3 separate regions of the Mus musculus genome follow, and regions 1 and 3 are each linked to region 2. A link is a contact called in public HiChIP or PLAC-seq data. All regions are on one chromosome and are shown on one strand. Each heading gives the region's core, a stretch centred on a gene start, on an enhancer-like site or on the middle of the called end of the contact. The rest is flanking DNA. Distances are from core to core; before and after follow the strand shown. Region 1 overlaps Lima1 (LIM domain and actin binding 1). Region 2 holds the start of Aqp5 (aquaporin 5). Region 3 holds the start of Fam186b (family with sequence similarity 186, member B).

The links. HiChIP or PLAC-seq counts read pairs in DNA pulled down with a chosen protein or histone mark.
Region 1: a contact with region 2 is called in an H3K27ac HiChIP or PLAC-seq map of VIP interneurons, with 2.6 times the contacts expected there. The contact joins the enhancer-like site here to the promoter of Aqp5 in region 2. A contact is called at or near these places in 4 of 39 promoter capture datasets (the C10 cell line, cranial neural crest, embryonic stem cells and 1 more), 1 of 15 datasets of contacts at CTCF or cohesin (the NIH/3T3 cell line) and 4 of 115 datasets of contacts at active chromatin or transcription factors (VIP interneurons, astrocytes, pancreatic cancer cells and 1 more).
Region 3: a contact with region 2 is called in an H3K4me3 HiChIP or PLAC-seq map of embryonic stem cells, with 4 times the contacts expected there. The contact joins the promoter of Fam186b here to the promoter of Aqp5 in region 2. A contact is called at or near these places in 1 of 39 promoter capture datasets (cranial neural crest), 2 of 115 datasets of contacts at active chromatin or transcription factors (bone marrow-derived macrophages and embryonic stem cells) and 2 of 9 other capture datasets (macrophages and pancreatic islet).

What each region holds. Positions count from the first base shown.
Region 1 is chr15:99,845,586-99,850,459 of GRCm38.p6, forward strand. All of the region lies in intron 1 of Lima1 (LIM domain and actin binding 1), which reads right to left. Among named protein-coding and RNA genes, the nearest start is that of Lima1, 27 kb to the right of the region's middle. Within about 2 kb of position 2,061, at least 87 of the 459 cell types and tissues checked have an H3K27ac peak or open chromatin away from gene starts, as enhancers often do. A contact at or near this core is called in the NIH/3T3 cell line and pancreatic cancer cells, where this site is marked.
Region 2 is chr15:99,587,853-99,592,777 of GRCm38.p6, forward strand. Aqp5 (aquaporin 5) reads left to right here and starts at 3,176. Exons shown (of 4, transcript NM_009701.4): 1 at 3,176-3,782; 2 at 4,810-4,925. The coding sequence starts at 3,420. The region is part of intron 3 of Gm34765 (a long non-coding RNA gene); the gene reads right to left.
Region 3 is chr15:99,284,014-99,288,903 of GRCm38.p6, forward strand. Fam186b (family with sequence similarity 186, member B) reads right to left here and starts at 3,167. Exons shown (of 8, transcript NM_001081254.1): 1 at 2,932-3,167; 2 at 1,427-1,652. The coding sequence starts at 3,027.

The DNA.
Region 1 (4,874 bases), core at 811-3,310, 260 kb after region 2:
AGAAATGTCATCAACTGTCTTACCAGGCTATGGAGCCTGTGAGCTACAATACCAACCTGCTAGGCTGGACATGTCCACCCTTGCTACAGGGCAAGACTGTTTGGTGGGGATGGGGGTGGGTTAACCAATCACTTCCCCATTGGATCTGAGGCCTGCTTCACAGGAAGGAACTCAGGTCTGGTATAAACTTGGCCAAAAGCCTATGGCTGGGCCCTAGAGGGAATGCTTCACTGCTATGTTGCTAACTGGACAGGTTGACAAACTGCCACAGAACAGTGCTGGGGTTGGTTTTGGTCAGAGCATCTTCTATGTACAATGGTTAAAGTAGAGACTTGTCAGTATTGAGGATAAGCGAGTTCAGAGTGCAATCCTCAGCCCTAGACAGGGCGCTGCAAGAGGAGGGGGAAGAATGTTAGAGCCATAGGACAGACAGCGGTACCACGAAATGTAGTCTTCTGGATGTGACCACTCTCACAATCACAAGCACACAGAAGCTATGGTCACCCGAACAAGACCTACACACCAAAAGAAAGGACATGGAGGCGGGGAGATGATTAAGTGGGTAAAGACATTTGCCACCAAGCCTGACCACTGAAATGCTATCCCTGGGACACACATGGTGACAACCTCCTGACATTGTCCTGGATGTACATGCCTTGTCCCCAAACAACCAATCAAAAGCTGATTGATGGATTGATCAATAAGATACAAAGCAGGAGAGGAACTGATGGGGAAGCAGCAGAGGCCCAGTAGGAGTTGGGATGAGGAAGGGTGACTGGGTAAGTATGATCACGATACATTGTATCCAGGCCATGCAACTGTGAAAATGTTCCAACTTACATAATCTTTAGTTTTAATATCTTCAAATGAAAAAAACAAAGACAGCATTTGTCTTTCTAGGATTTTACTGTAGATTTAAGGAGAGAATATATTTTAAATATTAGACATACTTTAGTATTGTGAATATTTAGAATATTTTAAGTGTAATGTTTTACCACTGGCTCTTATCAAGCTTTTTAAATGTCTGGGTAAAGTACATATTTAAATTAAGAGGGTAAATCCTCTACACCTAACATTCCTTTCTGGAATCTCTCCAAGCTGTAGAACACACACGAAGTGCACCCCTCACACCACTCGGTTCCCACCTGCTAACCTGGAGGTGGGGTTTTCTTGTCTTAGTAATTACCAAAGGAGTTCCAACCTTTGTCCAGAAGAGGTGAGATCAGAAACAAGTCAATACTTCCTTATTTGAGTAGGGGAAAAAAAAATACAGATGAAACAGCTGTTCTCTTGGCAACCACAGAGCAGGACTGATCTGTAGAATGGATTCGTTAGAACTGCTCTCTCTCTCATCAGCCCTGACAACAGCACAATACAGTGTGCCGGGCCAAGCCCTCCAGATCGCCTTCTGAGACCACCCTCCATACCCGCAGGCAGTGTGCTGTCCTTCTAATCAAAGCCTTCTCTGAAAATAACACGGATTAGTTTTTGATGACTTAACGTTCGTGTATTCAAGTACAGTTGCTCTCACCACTTAAAGCTTGTGGTTTTTTTCTCAGACTTATTTAAAAATTTAAAAATTCAGGACAATAGGATGAATAAGATGAAGAGGAAATGACACTCCTACAGACTAAGTCAACACAGTAAGTGTGGAAGCTTTGAACACGTATGTATGTCCCTCATTCATGTGAGCTCAACATGAGTGTGCCGTACCTTCGCTGACAGACTCACCAAGCACCGTCAGCATTTTCTCTGAAGAGAAAAAGGCAAGGGGGTGGGGGCGACGTGTAATTCAGCTAAGTGTCAGGACCGGAAACCACAGCAGTCGCCTTTCAAGCCAAATTTAGGAAACGTTGACCAACACTTTAGGACAACATTTGGAAGATTTATGCTTCCATGTGGGTGTGACTATAAATGTTGTCAGATCTTTCACAGTGAACCATTATGGATAAAGGAAGAAAAAAAATAAACAAAGTATGTTCTGAAAGCTGTTCATGAAAAAGGAAATGCAGAGCCAGATGCGGCACTCTAAGTTCACAGTCCCGGCTGTCTTCAAGGCTGAGGCAGGAATGCTTGAGACTCGCCTGGGCAGCAAGTATGCACAGTACTCACACCAGCAGCAGCACCCTAGGTACGCCTGTATCAGGGTTTTACTAGTTAGGTCTTTCTGGCTGGCCTCAAACTCACAATCCTCCTGCTTCAGCTTCCCAAGTGCTGAGATTACAAGCATCTGCCACCATGCCTGGTTATATTATTTGGAGGGGTAGAGATGATAAGGTTTAAAAAAGAAGAAAAAAAAAAAGCAACTCCTAAGTTCATGGTTTTGATTACTTTTGACCAAAATGCCCGGGAAATCTTAGTCAAAGGTTAGGAGAAGCACCCCTCATATTCAAGCAGTGAATAGAGGGTACCCTCAAAGCTGAACAGAAAGCTCCTCTCCAAAGAGTGCTCGTGATTTATTGACTCTGCAGCCATCTACACAATTACAGCACAAGGCAACGATGTGGTTAGAGGCGATGCATACCTCTGGCTCGATGCATACCTCTGGCTCGGTGAGAGGAAAAGACATTAGCTTGACTTGGGATTTGCAGAATGGAAAGAATGTGAAAGTGAGGGCAGGGTGGGAGAGGGGAGTGAATGGGGGGGGGGGGGAAGCACAGCACTAGTGTCTGAGGAAGAGTTAGATTCCAGGCAGAAACAGACGGAAGGAAGCCAGGCGGGGAAGAGGAATTTGGGCCATATTTCAACGGTGGAGAGAAGTAGCCTGTGAGCGAACAGATATAGAGTCTAATCCTTCTATGTATGACCTTTAAGGCAAATAAAAATTTCTCTCCGCTTTAACATTCACATCTGCAGGACAAGAGATCTATCATGCACCGCAGTCTGCGGTGGAGCACGAAAAGTTTCTGGAAAGATGAGACATATGTGAACATCATGTTCTATGAGCGCTTATTTTAGCTGGCTGTGGTGATACATGCCTATGGTGGTGCTGATGGCAGTGCCCCTTGCTATCCACCCCAATGTGCTGGGTTGGGTTCAATAGTAGACTACATACTGATAGCTAGGAAGGGAGATGTTCACTCCTGGGCCACCTGGCTGCTGCAAACCTACACCAGTTGGTTTTCAGTGAGGGAACAATGGGCCATCACGGTAGCTCAGTGAGGAAAGGCGCTTTCTCCAAGCTTGATAACCTGAGTTTAAGCCCCACGATCTGCGTGTTAGAAGTCGAGAACTGGGGGCTGGTGAGATGGCTCAGTGGGTAAGAGTACTCGACTGCTCTTCCGAAGGTCCGAAGTTCAAATCCCAGCAACCACATGGTGGCTCACAACCACCTGTAATGATAATGAGATCTGATGCCCTCTTCTGGTGCGTCTGAAGACAGCTACAGTGCACTTACATATAAATAAATAAACAAACAAATAAATAAATAAATAAATAAATAAATAAATAGAAGTCGAGAACTGATAAATAAATAAATAAATAAATAAAAGTCGAGAACTGATCCCTGCAAGCTGACCTCTGACTTCCACACCTGTGCCACGGTGCACATAAATGTGATTAGAATTTACCAAAAACCACCGAGACGGCTATAGATTGCCCCCTACACACCTGGATTCTGCATTAGCGGAATAAAACCAACTGAGAACCAAAAAATATTTTCAAAAATTTGCATATACAGGGTATGTTAGTGCATGCCTGTATTCTCAGTACTCAGGAGGCTGAGGCTGGGGGATAGTCATGAATTTAAGGCCACTCAGACCTGTCTCAAGGATCAAATAAAACAAGAAACCATGGAAGAAACCAAGAAACCAAGAAACAGTGTTGTACCCACACTGAATGCACAGATTCGGGTCGTTGTTCCATGATCAATATACACAACTATTAGAGCAGCACGCATCATGCTAGGCATCATATGTAGTCTAATGATGGTGTGAACTGCATATAAGTTCTATGTAAACATGACACTATTTATATAAAGGGATTTGAGCATCCACAGCCCCAAAGTCTTCAAGGGACTGCAGTTTGTTATCAGAATAGTAAGCATCAGAGGTAATCATCCCTACTTCTGAGAGAAACAGTTACTTCTGGTCACTATACACACTCCACTGTAAACAGGGATCCAGCTATTATGTACTTAAAGGTATAGTATTGCTCTTCAGCATCCAGTCTTTCTAGATGAGGCTCTTTTTCAGACTCCCAAAACCATCCTCTTAGGTCAGATTTTATGATATAAACATAATACAATATATAATAAATAAATAATAAATATATAAAATGTACACATAATAAAATATATGTATATGTATGTACATATAATAAAAATATTTGTTCGAGGCCAGCCTGGTCTACAAAGTGAATTCCAGGACAGCTAGTACTATACAGAGAAACTCTGTCTAGAAAAGCCAAAAAAAAAAAATTTTTTTTTTTACATAAAAAACATATATCACTGAGCTATCTCTCCAGCCCTTATTCAAACTTTTGACATAAATGCAAATCATATGAAAAAAATGAAGCCTTAATAACTTGAAGGCAGGTATGGTATTACAAGCAAGCCTCTGTAATACCAGTACAGAGGGTAGAGACAGGAGGATCCTGAATTTGAGGACGGCCTAGTCTGAGTAGTGAGAGACTGTCCTTGTCACCCAAATCCTATAAACAAGAAGCTTCATCTATCATACATACAAAGCTCACTGTTTTACTGCAGAGACATAACAGACAAGTCTATAGGCGTGTGGGCTAGTCACTGCCACTGTTGCTGGAGAACTTCAGCCAGCTGCCTGTAGAGATATGTATCTAGACAATAGGATAATTGTAACGCCAACCAAATTCCCAGAGTCAACAAGGACGTAGATGCTTGTATCAGGACAGAGTCA
Region 2 (4,925 bases), core at 1,926-4,425:
GACATGTCTACGTAGTCACCATACATAACATTTTGGTGACTCTCAGAGGGTTGCTAAGAAACTGGTTTTTCTTCAATAAATGAGATTTCAAGGTGGCTCTGGAGGTGGCACTGGAGAGATAGGATTACAATCTGATAAAATAAAACCAGAAACCACTAGGGTGGCGGTGGGGGGGGGGGGGAATAGAATGCATTGTTTTACTGTAAAGGGTGTTTCTGGTGAGATTCCTAGAAAATTACAGGTTTACAACAGGGCAGGAAGAAGCCTTAAGCAAATGTTTATTGCCTTGGAGTTAGTGACTCTGAGCCAGTGAGTCCCCCCTTCTATAACAGACTATTAAGTGGCTTCAGAGGAGCCTTAGATGGGGTTACAGTGAGATAAGGAACGGGCAACAGATACCACGACTTCACAAGTTGGCTAGGATAGCTTTTCATGGTGAATGGGGTCCTTCCTGAGAGACCTAGGAAACTGAGCATTTACACTGTGAGAGGAAAAAGGCCTTAAGCAGATGTTGCTAAATGTGTTGGCATTTACTGTTCTCAGCTGGCGGGAGCTTCGCCCACACTCTAGGGCAAGGGTGGCCAGGGGTTCCTTTCTCTTCCCATATTCCCCAAAATTTACCAGTAATTCTATCACACCTTGTCCCCAGTAAGAGATCTGGTGACCCTGACTGATGGTCAGAGATATGAAAAGATCTCAGACACAGCCTTGGAAACAGAATCGGCTGCCACTCGGGGTAACCTTGACAGATGGAGCCTCCTTAGTTACACCAAAACGACTCCTTGTGACCAAGTCTGTGTGGCACGTTGTGGTCTCCATCCCAGCCTGAGCCAGTGACTTCTGACTTCTGGACTCCTCACAAAGTTGCTTGAAATTAAATCACTTTCAAAGTAGAGACAATTCAAATCTATATTTTTAATCCATAAAATGTCAAGAACTAGTTCTTTTGTTTGTTTTGTTTGTTTTTGAGATAGGGTCTTACTATGTAGCCTTTGGGTGACCTAGAACTCACTATGTAGATCAGTCTGTCCTTGAACTCAGCAATCTGCTTGTCTCTGCCTCCTGAAGGTTGGAAATAACAGCTACCATGCCTGGCCAAAACTAGCTTTTCTCCCCTATCCCCCAGTACTGGGCATTGAACTTAGGGCCCTTCATATGCTAGGCAAGAACTCTACCACTGAGCTATATTCCCAGCCAGAACAAGTTCTCGGTCCTTTGTTAGCTGGGAAAGAGAAGGCTCAAATTCCCAGGCAGCACATGAGACCAGCCCGCTCTAAAAGGACAGATTGTGAGACCTATGGATCCAGGAAGACTGTGCCTGGGCAGAGAAGATGCATTCAAAAAGAGGGAGGGTGGCCGGGGAAGGAAATTGAGTTGCAGCCACAGGAAGATGTCTGGCCTGAAGGTCTCTGATCCTGGAGGCACTGCCCTGCTCTGCTGGGGGCATAGCCCTGCGACTCCGGAGAAAAGAACAGTCCACCTGACCAGGGCCGTTGGGGAAGAGCCGCTCAGCAGGAAATGCCAGGCAGAACGGGAACAATAGTGGGGTTTCTTTGGACCCTGTTTTCTTTGGCCTCTTAGCTGCCACCTGGCCCAAAGTTCCTCCTCCCCGTTCTTGCTTTTCCTTAGGCTCCACCCTCAGCCCCTGCTGGACACGTGTATCTTTTCTCTTCCTCTGTTGCACCCTAGGGCTCAATTACCCTAGGAGGCTTTTAAAACTGACCAAGACATGAGGTGACTTTCCTGGGCCTTGCTCTATGGCTGGTACGGTGCAACGGTGCAAAGTGCTCAAACACTAACCGTACGGGGTAGAGGGAGTGCAGCTCTTTTTCTGGGATCCTGAGGATGGGTCCTTGCCCTGCCCCCAAACCCTAGAAGGTCCTCCCTCCAATCTCCTTCTACACATGCCAAACCTGCGGAGGGGGAAGGTGGAGGGTTGGGAGAAGCAATGGAGAGGGTCTGGAAGCCCAAAGAAAAAAAGGACAAGAGGAAGCTGGGAACTAGAAAAATGTGTTGGCCAGTCCAAGAGTGCAAGGACTTGATGGAGTGGGGGTGGGGACGAGAAAAACCAACTGTATGAGTGTGCAAACTAGAAAGTGAGATAGGCCGGCAGAAACAAAGACCTGCAGATTGAAAGAGGCTAAAGGCAGGCGAACTAGATAGAGCTAGAAACAGTAATGGACAGCTCGTTTTAAAAAAAAGGAAGAAAACGTAGAAACGAAGAGTCAGAGAGACAGGCAGAAAGAGGAAGACTCAGAAGTCAAAGGGTGATAGACTGAGGAAAAGAGACAAGGCTAAAAGACTGGTGGGGAGAGGGCGCAGAAACGCAGGAACACATGGAGGGAGAGGGCCAGAGACACAGAAAGAGACAGAGAGACAAAGAGAGGTGGGGATGGGGGTACTGAGACTGTCACGTTGGGAGAAAGACCAACAGGGACAAGAAGCAAACAGCCACTCCGGAGGTCTAGTGTGACTAAAGTGATGGAGTTCTGGGTTGAAAACAGAAGAGGCCAAGACCCTTTCCTCTGACCCCAGTCTCAGGCACTTCCCTAAGCCCAAACAACCCAAATTGATCACCACCCCAGGGTCCCCAAGGGCTACCACTGAGAACGCCTCCTAGAGCCCGCTGCCTAGAGGCACCGCCACACGCGGCGTCGAGGATTGCCGAGCGCAGAGCAGGCTGGCACTGTACTCCCGATCCAACGCCCCCGCTCCTGCCGGGCTGGACCGGGGAGAGGCCCACGATCGCCGAACCGCCCCCGCCACGGGCGGATAAGGAGCTAAGAGGCGCTGTCCTCAGAGACTCTCATCACTCTGACCCGTCCGTGGGTGAGACCGACCGGGTCAAGATGCTCCGGTCGCGCGAGCCCAAGGAGGAGAAAAGGGGAAGGCTGCCGGCCGGCCCCGGACGCCGGTAAAGGCCGGCCGGAGAGGGACTTCCAGAGCTCGGTGCGAGAGGAGAGCCGGGACCGCGCTCAGCCGCCAGGAGAGCCCAGCACGCACGTCGACCAGGAGGGCGCGGGAGCAGCGCTGAGCGCACGATGCGCGCGACCCAGACCGCCGGGCCAGTCTACACTGCCGCGTGGGTCACGTGGCCCGGGCGGGTCCGCCGCTGTGCGGCCGGGGGGCCGGGGGTGCGCGGGGCGGGGGGCTGCGAGCGCGCGCCCGCCAGGCTCGCTCCCTGCGCGCTGCGCTGGCCTCTGGGCGCGGGAGCCGCCCCCGGCCCCCCCGCGCTCTGCCCGCCGCGGGGCGCGCGCCCTCTATATAGCGCGCCCCTGCCCGGTCCGCGCCAGGCCGCCTGCCACGGAGTGGGCACCGCACGTCGCGCAGAGCCCCGCAGACAGACGCCCGCCGCTGCCAGCGCCGCCCCGACGGCCGCCCCGCGACGCAGCCGCTGCCACCGGGCCCCCAAGGCCACCATGAAGAAGGAGGTGTGTTCAGTTGCCTTCTTCAAGGCCGTGTTCGCAGAGTTCCTGGCCACCCTCATCTTCGTCTTCTTTGGCCTGGGCTCGGCACTCAAGTGGCCCTCGGCGCTGCCCACCATTCTGCAGATCTCCATAGCCTTTGGCCTGGCCATAGGTACCTTGGCCCAAGCCCTGGGACCTGTGAGTGGTGGCCACATCAATCCGGCCATTACTCTGGCCCTCTTAATAGGCAACCAGATCTCTCTGCTCCGAGCCATCTTCTACGTGGCAGCCCAGCTGGTGGGTGCCATTGCTGGAGCAGGCATCCTGTACTGGTTGGCGCCAGGCAATGCCCGGGGTAACCTGGCCGTCAATGCGGTGAGTGTCCACCAGACTGTGGAGGGATGGGCAGGGACCCTGGGGACATTTCAGACCAGACCTTCCATGCTCCTCCATCTTGAGAATGGGTACAACCAAAACACCAGGGCATAACTTAGCCAGTAAGAGCAGGCTGACCAACCTCCTGGCCAACCTCAGTGCTCCCGGGTCCTGGCTTCTCTTCACATTCTCCCTCATCTACCCCTCCCTCTCCTATGCTGCATTCCCTGGCCTAACTCCCCAGGGCCGCCAAAACATCCCTTCCATCTCTAATCTCACCTGTGACTTCTTTCTTGTGACCCCCCTTGGTGGTGTAGTTTTAAGGGACCCACCAAGGAGCCATGGATAGTGATGGATGGAGGTCTGGAGCAACCGTGATCTCCCTGGGCTTCCAGTTTACTACCCATGACATGGAGGTGATCAGAGCACAGCCAGTGCCCTGGGGATTACACTTAGAAGCCATGATGTGATGCACCCCCAGTGCTGGCTCCCCCTTTTGTAACCCCTGCTCCTGCCCCCCTGCTGTCTCTCCATCTTTGCAGCCCTAGATTCAGCCCCCTGTCCCATGTGAACTGGGCTCATTAATCAAACACAGAGGAGGATTTTCTCGGCCATTGTCAAGCTGTGAGTCAGACACACTGGAGAGACGGGTTTGAAGTTGGCACCGGCAGCGGGTCAGGCATGGATAGGAGGCCAGGGGCTGTTTGCAGTAGGCAAACTGGGCAGCTGCCCACAGGAGGGAGGGTAAATGCCAGCTCATGGGGGCTGGGGATTGGGCAGAGCCGTTGACACGATGGCACCCAGGAAAACTTGCTGACACCCTACCCTCTGGCTACAGGCCTGAGCTTCAAGCTTGCGCACACTGAAGTGCAGTTTCTCCAACAAATCGCCTGTCTGGATCATGCAGGGGACTTGACTTCCAAGAGCTCAGGCTCTAGGTGTCCTTGAAGACCAGAACCTTACTTGTCTAGCCTGTCACCGAGCCTGAAGGCTGCTAGCAGGGTCCTAACCCAGCTCTTCCTTGCAGCTCAGCAACAACACAACACCAGGCAAGGCCGTGGTGGTGGAGTTAATCTTGACTTTCCAGCTGGCCCTCTGCATCTTCTCCTCCACGGACTCCCGCCGCACCAGCCCGGTGGGCTC
Region 3 (4,890 bases), core at 1,917-4,416, 300 kb before region 2:
GCTGAGAACAGTTTGTCCTCTAGAGACCCCCACATAGCACAGGGGGTGTAGCAGACCTGAGGGCGGGGTGGTTTCAGTGCACTCTGGCTATCGGACAGCTCGCTCTCTTGAGCCTCGTTCCCTTCCCTGCAGAAGGATTGGGGGAGGACCGAATGAGGTAACACTCGTGAAATGACCGACACAAGGCCTGCCATGCAGACACACAGTAGACACGAGACAGTGTTGCTTAAGTGTGAGGCCAGCCATGTTAATCTATGCCAGTTATAATCTAACATCTGGGCCACTAAATGGATTAAGTCTGATAAAGTTTTCTTTGTGCTTCTGTTTGCTTGCTTGCTTGCTTTTTTTTTTTTTTTTTTTTTTTTAGACAGGGTTTCTCTGTGTAGCCCTGGCTGTCCTGGAACTCACTCTGTAGACCAGGCTGGCCTCGAACTCAGAAATCCACCTGCCTCTGCCTCCCGAGTGCTGGGATTAAAGGCATGCACCACCAACACCCGGCGTTTGTCTGCTTTCTTGAGGTAGAGTCTCATTATGTAGCCTGAGCCGCGTTGCTTGCCTGTGTGGGTGTGTGTGAAGCCCAGAGATCACAGTGGACCGCCTCCTCTCACTGAACCTGGAACTTAACCATTACTTAAGCTGTCAGATGCAGTGCTGAGGGTGTGGGCACGCACTGCCGCTCTCAGCCTATTACGTAACTTCTAGGAGTCTGGACTTAAGCCCTCAAATCTGCATAGCAAGCACATACCCACTGGGCTACCTTCTCAGCCCCGCCTGTGGTGATTAATTTTGACAGCCTTGATGGAAGCCACGCCTCCGGGCAGGGAGGGGCATTTCAGAGGTGATCACAGCACGAGGTTCTGACCTAATCAGCGCATCAACCCACTGATAGATTCAAATTTAGGTGGACTGTTGGGAGATAACAGAAGCGTGGAAGGTAGGACCAAGTTGCGGGGTGTGGGTCACGGACAGGGGTGGAGATGGGTCATGAGTGTGTGTGTGTGTGTGTGTCTGTGTGTCTGTGTGTCTGTGTGTGCTGTAAATGGTCTGTCCTGCCCCTGGCCTCTTCCTGTTCTCTGCTTTCTGGTTGCATGAGTGGAGCAGCCTCCTCTGCCACAATCCCTGGGACTCACTCTCACCATGAGCTAAGTGATAGGGCCAAGAGATCACCACTGACATCTCTGAAGTCACCGTTACACTTTACCCTTCTTTACTTGTCAGAGCAACAAAAGACCGACTGACATGACATAGCCCTTCTGGGGAGTGAGGCTGCTGCGTGCTGTGTGTGGTGACACTAGACTCCTTCACTGGGGAGGAGGAGTTTCAGTCTGTCCTTTGCTGTCTGCAGCCACCAGCCCCACCCCCTCCTTGCAAGGTGCTGATTAGGTGGAGAGTCTCTGGACCGACTGCAGCAAGCCCTCAGACTCACCCCATTCGCCCAGCCAGTGGAGGATCTCATACAGGTGCTTCTCCTTGGCCTTGGCGTCATCAGAGAAGGCGGCGAGTTTCTCCAGCAAGATGAACCTCTTCTTGCCTTTCTGCTCTGGTTGGTGAGGCTTCGCTCTTTCTTTTAAGTCATATCCCAGTTCTTCCTGGAAGCGGTTGATGGCACAGTTGACATTGTCCAAGATGTCCGAGAGCTGGGTGGAAATATCCTAGGTGGGGCAGAGGCAGCAGATGGCAGAGGTTAGGGGTCACCATCTTGGAGGCCGTTGCCCATGTGCTAGCAGTGTAACTCTGGGTCTCAGGGCTTTCTCACTGTTAAGGCAGAGCTTGCTATAGTACTTTATGCCACGGGTTTTTATGAGAATGGCATGAAATGATATTGTAAAGGGTTTAAAACTGGGCCCAGGGCCAGGCGTGGTGGCGCACGCCTTTAATCCCAGCACTCGGGAGTCAGAGGCAGGTGGATTTCTGAGTTCCAGGCCAGCCTGGTCTACAAAGTGAGTTCCAGGACAGCCAGGCCTACACAGAGAAACCCTGTCTCGAAAAAACAAACCAAAACAAAAAACAAAACAAAACAAAACAAAATAAAACAAAACCTGCACCCAGAACACAGAGAGAGCATCGGCTCTTATTACCATTTTAATTTTTTAAAAAAGATTTATTTATTTATTTTATGTATATAAGTCCACCATTGCTCTCTTCAGACACACCAGAAGAGGGCACCAGATCCCATTGCAGATGGTTGTGAGCCACCATGTGGTTGCTGGGAATTGAATTCAGGACCTCTGGAAGAGTAGTCGGTGCTCTTAACTGCCAAGCCATCTCTCCATCTCTCCAGCCCTACCATTTTAATTTTTAAGCCTTTAGAATTTCAGAATTGGCTGGAGACATCAGGAATTTCACAAGGACTCAGAAGCAACATGGGAACAAAAAGGGAAATCCCAAAGAAACACTGGATAAAAGGTTCAAGCAGTGTGTCCTTTGCTGTCCCGAGTCAACATCTACTCCCCTCCTTGTAAGTGCTCCTCGGGGGAGATGGAAAAACACTGAGCACAGCTGCACCCGAGCCTCATCCCCAGAGTGATCCGAGCCTCTGAACATCTCTGAACATCTTCCCAAGTGTTTCCGGGGCATAGCTTAGGGGATTCTAGCAGTCTGCCAACACAGAGTGTGAATTTTAAAAATCTACCCCTGCACAAAACCTTTTAGGATCCATCGCTAGGTGCTGTCCAGGAGCCTCCTGCCCACTTACCTCGGGGCTGTGACCTTACATCCCTGCTTTTCAGAGGTGGTTGGTCTTAGCCTCCCTTGCAGAAGTCAGATACAGGATGTGAGCATTCCGAACTCACCTGTCTGCAAACCTGGCTTGTCAAGTCTCCCAGGACCCCCAAAGGCCCAGAGGCTGGAGTCTTGTGTAAACTAGAGATCAGTCCCCAGCCTCTACATCAGACCCTAATAGAAGGGTAGTTTCCTCGTCTCTGGGGTTACCTCCTGAGTCCGAATTAGCTGGGCAGTCTCAATCTTTGAGATAATAGCCTTCACTGATGTGGGAGTCACCAAGTGTGGGGGGTTGTCCTTCTCCATTCTAGATAATTCTCTCAGTCCGAAGATGTCCCATGGCTCTTGTACACAGGGCTGAACACACAGTATGGGCAGCTTTAGGGGCTAAGGGCCCAGGGAGGTTCCTGGGTACCCTCTGCCCGGCCACAGCTCCTCTAGTAACTGCCAGACACCAGGTTCCAACTGACTCTCTTTTCCCCAGTGACATCATCAGTTTGACTTAAAGAATTAGAAGATTAAACTTCCCACCTCCCAGCTGTATGCCAGCCGTTGCCTGCCATTATCCTTTGTTTGTTTCGCCTCACCATTAAAAATCATGTTCCCAAACTAAATATTAATGGCAAAAAAAAAAAAAAAAAAAAAAGAAAAGCAACTAGGAAAAATGACTTCCTGCTGCAGTTTAGATCCTGGTTCCCCAAAGATCCGTACGTGGAAGGTTCTGGTCCCCAGTGTGGTGCCAAGGGGAAGTTGTGGAACATTTGAGAGGTAGAGCCTTGTGCAGGGGGCCTTAGGATCTGTGTCCTCTTGAAGGGCATTGTAGGGCTCCAACCCTTTCTTCTTCCCCTATCCTTGATCTGTGGTTTTACTCCACCACATCGGAAGCACAGCTCTTTGGTCACAGGCTGGAATTCCCAAAATGGCGAGCCAAATAACCTTTTTCCCTTTGAGTCAATCCTTACAAGTGTTTGTTACGGCATCAGAAGGCTGACAAGACACTTTCTAAAGGGAACCTCTGACTTTAAAATCAGAGCCAATCAACACCTAAATGAGGATATGTTTTCTTCCGCCCCTAGGCTCAAGGCTCAGTCAACACTCTTACTAGCTAAAGTTGATAAATAATCATAGCAGGAGGCTTTTGTTTCGTTTGTTTTTTTGTTTGTTTTGTTTTGTTTTTTAAGATTTATTTATTATTATTCTCTAAGTACACTATAGCTGTCTCCAGATGCACCAGAAGAGGGTGTCAGATCTCATTATGGATGGTTGTGAGCCACCATGTGGTCGCTGGGATTTGAACTCAGGACCTTCGGAAGAGCAGTTGGTGCTCTTAACCACTGAGCCATCTCTCCAGCCCCCTCGTTTCTTTCTTTTTTGAACATCGCTGTATGTTTGGGACTTAGAATTGTACCTGGCCCATACTAGGGCACTAAGCACCTATTGAATGAATGGATACAGAGTGCAGGTTCACAGACATGAAAAATATTCTCCCTTGTCACCAAAAATACTGCCATCTAATAGATAACAAATTAAGCATCGTAAGTTGTCTTACCCACATAAGACTTTTCCTGACACTCAACTGCTTTTCACTGTACTGTCCATCCACTAAGGCAATGGTAATTCTGTTGCTTACTCACTCAGCAAACACTCACCTTTGGTAATATTCTCAGTGCTTTGCTTGCGGCTCTGTGCCGGCCAAGCAGAAGTGCGCTAAGCTCCAGATTGACTTAGACCCTGGCTAGTGGATACTTCCTGATCTTTATGTCTGTTCTGGGCGATCCTTTGAACCCTTATGATTTCAGAAATCTCATAGTTTGTAAATCATTTTTAGTTTGACCATGTTTAATTTTTAAAAATTTAGCCCCTCTCAATTGCTCACACTCTTGCTCTAAGGATCAGAACCAGACCCCTGTGTGTGCTAGATACACATTCTACCACTGGGCACGTCCCAACCCTGGATGACTTACCGTCACCAGCATACCTAAGCCAGCAAAGGCTCCGAGGGTGATGGGTCACACCCAGGTACAGCTGAAAGAACGGGGTTAGGATTCGAATTTGGTTTCTTTACTCCAGCTCCTTCTCTGGACTCTCTTTCCCCCCTTCCCCCTCTCTATTTTTCTTTTAAGTTCAACCACACTGATGAGTAGACTGTATATAAATAATCTAAGCAAG